Linked DNA regions of Rattus norvegicus: region 2 is linked to region 1. The links are chromatin contacts, called in public Hi-C maps. All regions are on one chromosome and are shown on one strand. The core of a region is the stretch at or near the end of the contact, and the rest is flanking DNA. Distances in the headings are between cores, read along the strand shown.

Evidence for each region. A called contact is a pair of places that touch in the nucleus more often than the background predicts.
Region 2: a Hi-C map of liver shows a contact between it and region 1, with 8 times the contacts expected there. The contact joins two enhancer-like sites. A contact is called at or near these places in 9 of 12 Hi-C or Micro-C datasets (the Rat2 cell line, Schwann cells, frontal cortex and 4 more).

What each region holds. Positions count from the first base shown.
Region 1 is chr2:249,613,764-249,618,021 of GRCr8, forward strand. No RefSeq gene overlaps it. Among named protein-coding and RNA genes, the nearest start is that of Cth, 45 kb to the right of the region's middle. Within about 2 kb of position 1,973, at least 3 of the 93 cell types and tissues checked have an H3K27ac peak or open chromatin away from gene starts, as enhancers often do. A contact at or near this core is called in liver, where this site is marked.
Region 2 is chr2:249,791,659-249,795,852 of GRCr8, forward strand. It overlaps a transcript of Lrrc7 not described here. Among named protein-coding and RNA genes, the nearest start is that of Lrrc40, 33 kb to the left of the region's middle. Within about 2 kb of position 2,428, at least 14 of the 93 cell types and tissues checked have an H3K27ac peak or open chromatin away from gene starts, as enhancers often do. A contact at or near this core is called in liver, where this site is marked.

The sequences.
Region 1 (4,258 bases), core at 723-3,222:
CCTCCTCCTCCTCCTCCTCCTCCTCCTCCTGATTCTTCGTTGTTAAATAAAGACTGTGGGAGGAGGCACACTTCACGCACTTAGACATGCATTTCACTCATGACCCGGTGCACGACACTTAGTTGAAAGTTATTTTCCCTTAAACATCTCATGACAATATATGCAGTTCCTCCTAAAACAATTTCTGGCACGTATTGACTAAAGCATGCATGAATGAATGATGATGAATGAATGAATGAGTGAATGAATGAATGAATGAGATGCATTACTTCCTGTCTGTCTGCTGCTGGCTTAGCTCTATCTTCATCTTCGCTCTGCTCTGTCTCTCCTTTCAGAGCTGAATCTCCCTGACCCTCAGATACACCCGTGCTTGCTCCTGTTCCAGAAACAGGATCTAGAAAGTCATTGAGGTTCTCAAAACACAGCTTCCTCAACTCACAGCCTCAGCTTCACCTGGGAACTTGGCCCACATGCGAAGGTCGGCCCTCATTCCAGGTTGAGTTTCAGCCCTTTCAGGTGATGCTAATAGACACATTGATAGGGCTGCCCCGGCAGGCTTTACTTAGAGAAGAGCTGGATACGGTGCCCAGAGGGCACCTGCAGCTGCTACTGTGCTGACCCAGACCTCTGCTATGATGACCCGCAGAGCTGTTTCCCTCCTTAAAGTTCCGGCCGTTGGGCCACTATTTTAGTTTCGTGTTCCTTTCCATAAACTCCCGTCTGAAACCACCTAAACACATCTCCATTCGTGCTTTCTGGAAGAACCTGACAGCACAGAGAGAAATAACAAGTACTTTTCCATGGTTCTCGCAGTTTGAGTAATTTAACATTGCCCACCCTAAACTAGTGTGGGGCCCTTAGAATTCAGAAAACAGCCCAGCGCTTCTGGCTGTCGACTCTTCCCTTAGGCACCACTAGGTGTCGCTCTCTGCTGTTTAAGTGGCTTTTCCTTTGAGCCGAAGATTGGAGTTTGGCTTCCTGTGAACCCAGGAACATCACTATATTCTTGTTTTGAGAACTAGCTCAACCTGTTTTCCTTTCTTTTCCTTTTTCTTTTTCTTTTTTCTTGGCAAAGAGTCATCACTGTTCTTCATCCGGACAGAAGTCGCCTCCATTTTTACTTTGTCCTGAGGGAAGTCTGACAACTCCTGAATCCAGAACAGGTTTTTTGTGTTTAGGTTTCCAGTAGCTAGCTCTGCAGCTCAGAGGACAGGAGACTTTCTGCAGGAAAGCTCAATAGAATGGACCCTGAAATGAATACCACAAGATCAGAGAAGCAACAATCATGTGAGTTTTGTAGATTTGTAGAAATGCTGGTTTCACGGATCATCCAAATCAGCATTCCCTTGATCACAAGATAACTTTTTTCTTATTAGAGAAGATTTTTCTAAAGATTTGCCTTCAAGATGTCTTGTGTGTCTAATTCTTCCTCACCCTTTAAGAGCCAGGTCCTGCCTCACCACTCTGTCAAAGCCTCAGCAAAACTTGTTCTACCCTTAACTCCTCCATGTTCTGTCCTTGCTCTCATCGTGTAACTTCCTGTAAGTGAGGAGAGGGACTGTGCCACTTTTTGTATGGGAGGGTTTAGGTATCAGATGTGTGTGTGTGTGTGTGTGAGAGAGAGAGAGAGAGAGAGAGAGAGAGAGAGAGAGAGAGAGAGAGAGAGAGAGAGACCAAAAGCATCTGGAAGAGTTCAGAGCAGAGAGAGAAAGAAGTAGACTGAACATAGGCAGGGCTATGGAAGCAGGGGAGTAGAGAAAATACCGGAGAAAGCAAGTTAGTAAAAGACAGAGACTAGAGCAGACAAGAATAAGAGACAGAAAGACAAAATAACAGGGACTAACAGATTATAAAGAGGATGAACAGCTGAGGGGAGGGGAGGGCCAGGAGACTGGCAACGGAAATGTATAGCAGGTACTTGTGAACCCTAGATCACCTGGAGGTAAGCAGGAGCTTTGATATGCAGCCAAGGGTAAAGGTCAATCAAGCCACATGGCTCTTCTGCCAGAGGTAAAGGAAATGACTCCTTTGGGCACACGGGAGCCAGTTTCACAAGTCCGACTGCTTTGGATTCCTGAAGAAGTATGTTCTAAAGCTATTGAAGGGATATCTCAGCAACAGGGTAGATGAACTTGCAAGCAGGCAAAAAGCAAAGTCCTTCTTTCTTCCATGCCCTTTTAGACTGACATCAGAAGGTTTGGCCCAGATTCACTTAGAATGTGTTGTGTTTTATAAAAAGATAAGGGAGAGTGGGGTTGGGGATTTAGCTCAGTGGTAAAGCGCTTGCCTAGCAAGTGCAAGGCCCTGGGTTCGGTCCTCAGCTCCGGGGGAAAAATAAAAAAGATAAGGGAGAGAAGGAATATGTTTGGTGGATGTGTAGTCAGGTATGGGAAAGGGATGCCTTTGAGAGAAGGAATATGTTTGGTGGGTGTGTAGCCAGGTGTTGGGGAAGGGGGTGCCTCTGTGGGCCCCTGCTGAAGCATCCCTTCCCCCTGAGGGACCAGCAGCATGACAGTATAGTACAGAATAGAGTTTATTAATGGCATGGGGAGGGGAGTTGAGGAAGTAGAGACAGAGAGAGAGAAGGTGGAGGAGGAGGAGGAGGAGGAGGAGGAGGAGGAGGAGGAGGAGGAGGAGGAGGAGGAGGAGGAGGAGGAGGAGGAGGAGGAGGAAGGGAAGCCAGCCATGAGCACCTGGGGAAATAGGGGGAGGGGAATGGGAAGAAAGGGAGAGCGGGAGCAAGAGGATAGAGCGAGAGCGAGAGCGAGAGCGAGAGCGAGAGCGAGAGCGAGAGCGAGAGCGAGAGGAGGGGGCAAGCAGCCCCTTTTATACTGAGTCTGGCACACCCGACTGTTGCCAGGTTAACTGTGGGGTGGAGCCTAGACTAAATGCCAACAGGATGGGTCTTCCAACCTCAGAGGATCCAATCATGCCCGACTCCTTGGGTTTTAATTGGTTCTAAATTGGTCAACTTGATCACCTAAATTAACCAGCATGGTATTTTTAAAAACAATGAGGAGCAGTTAAGAGCACTTGGTCTTCCAAAGGACCTGTGTTTGCTTCCAAAACACCTTCATGGTAGTTCAAAACCATATGCAACTCCAGTCCCAGAGGCCTGACACCCTCTTCTGTGTGTTCACAAACACTGAACACACACAGAACACACATAAACAGGCAAAATACCCATGCGCGTAAAATAAAAGTTAATAAAATTTAATCATGATGATGATGAAGGTTTTCTTCCATTTAAAATTCTGGACTTCACGTTTCTTTTTCACAATATTCATTTATTTTGTGTGTGGAGGCATACACATGGAGGTCAGAAGATAACTTGTTCCTTCTGCCGCGTAGGTCCTAGGGTTCCAACTCAGGCTGTTAGACATATTAGAAATTCCTTTGCCTGCTAAGGCATCTCTCAAACCAGGTTGCCCCATTCTTTAAACTTTTGGTTGGGAGTCTTTGCCTTTACCAGCTGAGCTATCTCTCCAGCCCCTGACTCCATTATTCTTGATTGCTCAATTAATGGTCTCTCAAGAAACCATTCTCTCCTCCCACTAACCCCAAAGGAATAAAAAGGTCTATTCTGGCTGCCACCTTAGAGTCCAAGAAAGCAAGAAAACACCACAAATTCTGTGCTCAAGAGATTCTCGAATTGCCTTAGAGCACCCCCCCCATGTCTTTAGAGGCCTCCCATATCGTCCTCAGACACCCTACAACTTCTTCCTGTCTCATATTTGGATCATGCATATGCAGAATAAGAGGCCAATAGCTGTGGTTTCACAATTTAGGAAAATGTGGAGCCTCAAATGTTCCTGTATTGTTAGCAAATGTCAATAACCACTTAGGTGGGAATAATCTTGAGCAGGCTCCAGATTTTCAAGCTGTTTCGGGTCATTTTATTTATCTTAACATAGAATAAGCCTTTTAGCAGAGGTTCTAGAGATAAAAAAAACACCATGTGTTTAAGTGAGAATATGAAGGGCAGAAAAATTGGGCACTGGAGGACTGGGGGGGGTGGTTCAGTGGTTAGAAGCAACTGCTGCTCTTGCAAAAGACCCAGGTTCAACTCTCATCACCCAACTGTGGCTTATAGCCATCTCTAGCTGCTGTCCCAGGATATCGGACATCCACAGACATCAAGCATACCCATGGTGCACAGACATACATGTAGGGAAACAACTCGCATGTAAGATAAAATAAATTATTTTAAAGTGGTAGAAATATGAGCAGCTGTGTTGGCTTATTTATTGTTAACCTG
Region 2 (4,194 bases), core at 1,178-3,677, 180 kb after region 1:
GTGCGTTTGCCTGTCGGTTACATCTGTCTTTACTCCAAACGTACCACAGTAAGGCTTGCTCTTTAGAGGAGGGAAGCAAAGAAAATGTCTAATTATTGGAGCAGGAATATGAAACATTCCTTGCAGTCTGTTGACACTGACATCAAAACAAAGTTCCCTAAGAGTTACACAGCACTTAGCAGTCCTGATCTAAGCCAGATGTCCTCTCCCTGGTCTGAGACCATTGTGTGCCCTCTGAGTGGAAGAACAAGTATTGGAAATAATACTTATTTCAATAGTACATTTAAGCAAATACGGGAAATTCTTTATCTGCCTGAGAGATTCGTCTTGGTTTTTTCCAGAGACTTCAAAAACAAAACCATCTAAGATTTCCCGACTAACTGTAGTAGAGGCATGGAGAGCTATGAGAAACAATGTGGTTTGTCCATGTGTCAAGTACCTTCCTTAGTCTAGCTATCAGGCGGTTCGGCTGACCTGCAGTGCCCAGGCATTATGCAACCTCGAAACTCCAGCTGTGCAAAACAAACTAGCAAAGAAAAATGCGTGTCTAAGAGACACAAAACCTGAGTTGCAATAAAAGGTTTTAATAAACTTCTTAATATAGGAAAATAACCTTTGAACAGCCAAAAATACATTTATACAAGCGGCTTAGTGCTTAAGTGTCTCATAAGACTAAGCAAAAAGATCATTTACATTTGATCGTTTTTCCTAACTGTAGTTGAGATAACCACCTTTTATTTAATATCTATTTCATTCCCCTGAATTCATCAGTTTTTCTTTAAAAAAAAAAATCTACACATATCTGGGTAAGTCCTTCTGACGGTAGACCTGTTGCTTCTGGATACTGAAGCAGTGGTTGGGACTGCCAATGTCAAGCCATGATGGAGCCTAAAGCTTAAAACAAACGTTTAATCTTGGGGTTGGGCTTTCTGCCTATTCCTCTTACCTTTATCTCTACATTCCATTTCTTTAGCTTCAGTGGGCCTTTTACGTGCTAGTCCTTCCTATGTAGCCCACACTGGCCTCAAACTTGTAATCCTCCTGCCTTTGACCTCCATTGCTGGGATCGTATGCACACATGGCCAAGCTTGATGCAATCGCTTGCTCTTACACACTTGGTCACAAATTGTCTGAACCGAAGCAGCCCCCTCCCCCATACAGGGAGCATGTCGCCTGCTTTCCACCGGAGTCTGCTCCTTTTCAAGAGCTTAGAGCTTGCTTGGCCTTTTTGCCATTGACTTACTGGGAGGAAAACTGCTTAAGTGCCTCTCCTCTCCTCTCGCCATCAGACACTGATGTGAGGCTCGTTTCAGGGCATGTCGATTTCCTCAGACACACCGGGTGGTTTTGATAGAGATTGAAAGTTGTCTTCTGTACATCCCTGATAGACACATTCACATTTTTGACACTTGGAATGGGGAAGCCATGAGAACCCAAAGGTTAAATCCTTGAAGCTGTAGCTGCCTGGAAGGCCTCTGCATGTTTTTGTTTTTGTTTGCTTTTTTTTTTTTTTTTTTTTTTTTTTTTTCTGTAAGAGCTTTGCTGGGGGATGGGATAGGAAATCAATATAAGAGGTAAGAAGATGTCATTAGCAAGAGAACTCCAGTCTTTGCATGTTCAGGTGGCACTTGCCTGGAAAGGAATTTATATTGTGATCAACGCTAAGAGTTACACTTTCTCTGCCAACAGACCTGTTGTCATGGGAACTAATGCACGAAAATGAAAATATGACAAAGAGTGAAGAATTAAATTGGAAAAAAATGATAAGGAGTTATTTCTACATTGCCATTTAAGCCTTTGGGATTTAAAATGTTACTCATCTGGTGAGATCAATGAAAATGGCCAGAATGACTTGGCAGATGCAGGAAGAAAGCAGCAAGCCTATTTGGTTAAAGGAACTCTGTAAAACTTAGTTCCTTCCCTGATAAGTTAAGGTTTTCAGCCCCTATGTGAATTGTGTGGGTAAGCAGGCAGCCTGCAGAAGACTTACAGCCTGGCGTACCACCTGACAGGATTACTGCATACCTCACTTTATTGCTTGAAGCAGCCTCCCAAGAAAAAGCCAGAGAACATCAACAAAAGCCATGATTTAAAAATCCTCCCTTTCCCCTGTCAGGCAACCACCTGAGAATTTAGTTTTCAGGGAAATAAGAATTTATTTCTCTTCCCTTGCTCAAAGGCTCCCTGAGCTGTTGTCATCTTCAAGCCAGCCTGCTGGGAAGTTGGCAGTGAGGACCTAGCAATTTCAACCCTGATATGGGTTGTGAGTCTGCATTTGTGCTCCTGTGAGCCACTCCCCTTGTCCTCCTAGCTTCCCCAAAAAGCTACTTTTCCTTCCCAAAAGCTACTTTCACAAGCCTTGGCTACGACAGATCCTAAAATGCACCATGACACATGCAGAAGGTCCAAGGGAGGTCACTCAGCCGCTTCTGAGAGCTGATTTCCAAATCATAGCGACGGCTTTCATTTGCCCTCACCTAGTGAGTGACCTTTCAAATACACATTACAAAACCGACCATTACATTCACCAGGCATGGAGTCTGAGCAGTATGGACAGTTGGAGCTAAGCTATGGTCAGGAAGTGATCTTCAGTGTCTAACAGAAAATAATCTGACTGAAGCAGCACCCTGCGAAACATTTCTCTAGAAGCCTTGATTTAGCTGTGACTTCCTGACCTTCCTCTAACCTTCCTCTAGCTGTTCCTCTAACCTTCCGTTAGAGCTCCTTACTAAAGCCTTTGACAATGTTCAGAGTTCTTCAGAGACTTCTGGAATCTGTGAGGGACCTGGCCACTCAGGATGATAAACAGGTTGGAGCACAAAATCTGGTGTATGGAGACTAAATGTCTTTCTATTCCTACCACCAATGAAGGTCAGGATTAAATAATCCAATGAGGGACTAATCCTGACAGCCCCATGGAGCGCTGCTGTTACTGATCATTCTTTGGGGTAAACCTGAGCCCCTCTGAGAGGCCACCCATCTACTGTGTATAGGAATTTTACCACATCCATCCCACAGACGAATGTTCCAAACCATGAGAACTCCTGTAAGGTGCTAAGAACTAAGATTCTAGTCCACTTTCTTCTGCATGTGTGTCTTTGGTTTTATCACATGTGTGCATGTATCTGTGGGGAGGCCTAAAGTTATTGTCAAATATTTTCCCCAATCTCTTTCCACCTTATATTTAGGAGAGCAGGGCCTTCCATTTGAAGTCAGAGCTAATCCAGCTAGCACTGTTGTGTGGTGTGTGTGTGTGTGTCTGTGTGTGTGTGTGTGCGCGCGCGCTGTCACTTGTCTTTGCTTTCTGAGACAAGGAATGATAGGAGGCTGTCATGCCTGCCCAGATTTATATGTTTTCTGAGGGTCCTGACGTAAGCCCTCATAGTTGTGCAGTCAACCCCTTACATACTGAGCCATTTCCCAAGGCTCTTCTCTATTTTTTTTTCAAACATTTAATTTCTTCTCTCCATTTCTTTGGTGGCTGTTTAAGAGATTCTCTGTGATGTCAGATGCCTTAGTGTGGCTGACACAACTTGGAGTTGCTTTTATCATTTGTCATGTATCAGTACACCATTAAAAATAAAAAAGAACAGTCTGTTTAACAAAGTATATTGTTTTTCACTTCCCCAAATGTTTGGGTGATTCTAAAGTCTGGTTTAAGAGATGACAGTGTCCATGGAGCAGGAACTATCAACTTTCTACAACAAGTAGACTTTCCGTTACTGGCCAATACAGCTGTGGGGTGTGTTTCAGTGCCTCCCAACCTAGATATCTAGAATGCTTAAAGTAGTACCTGGAGGTCAGGAAATACTTTAAGTATTTTCAAAACTCAATCTCATTAATTTTTTATTTTCTTGGAGTTTTTGAGACAGGGTTTCTCTGTTAGCCCCGGCTATCCTGGGACTCATTCTGTAGACCATGTTGGCCTTGAACTCCAATATCCACCTGCTTCTGCCCCCAAGTGCACAATCTCGTTTTCAAATGCAGCTATGTTTCTGCTAAACATTTCCTAACTTAATACACAGATACACTAAGTCACTCTAGCTCTTCACCATCAAGGGTAGCTGTGTGATCACATCTGAATGCATCCTAAGTTACTACTGCTGCCCCAACCCTGGACTACTCAAGGAAGTAAAACAAACAAACAAAAAACCAAAAAGCCCTGTTCTTCTTGCCATGTAACACAATGGCAGG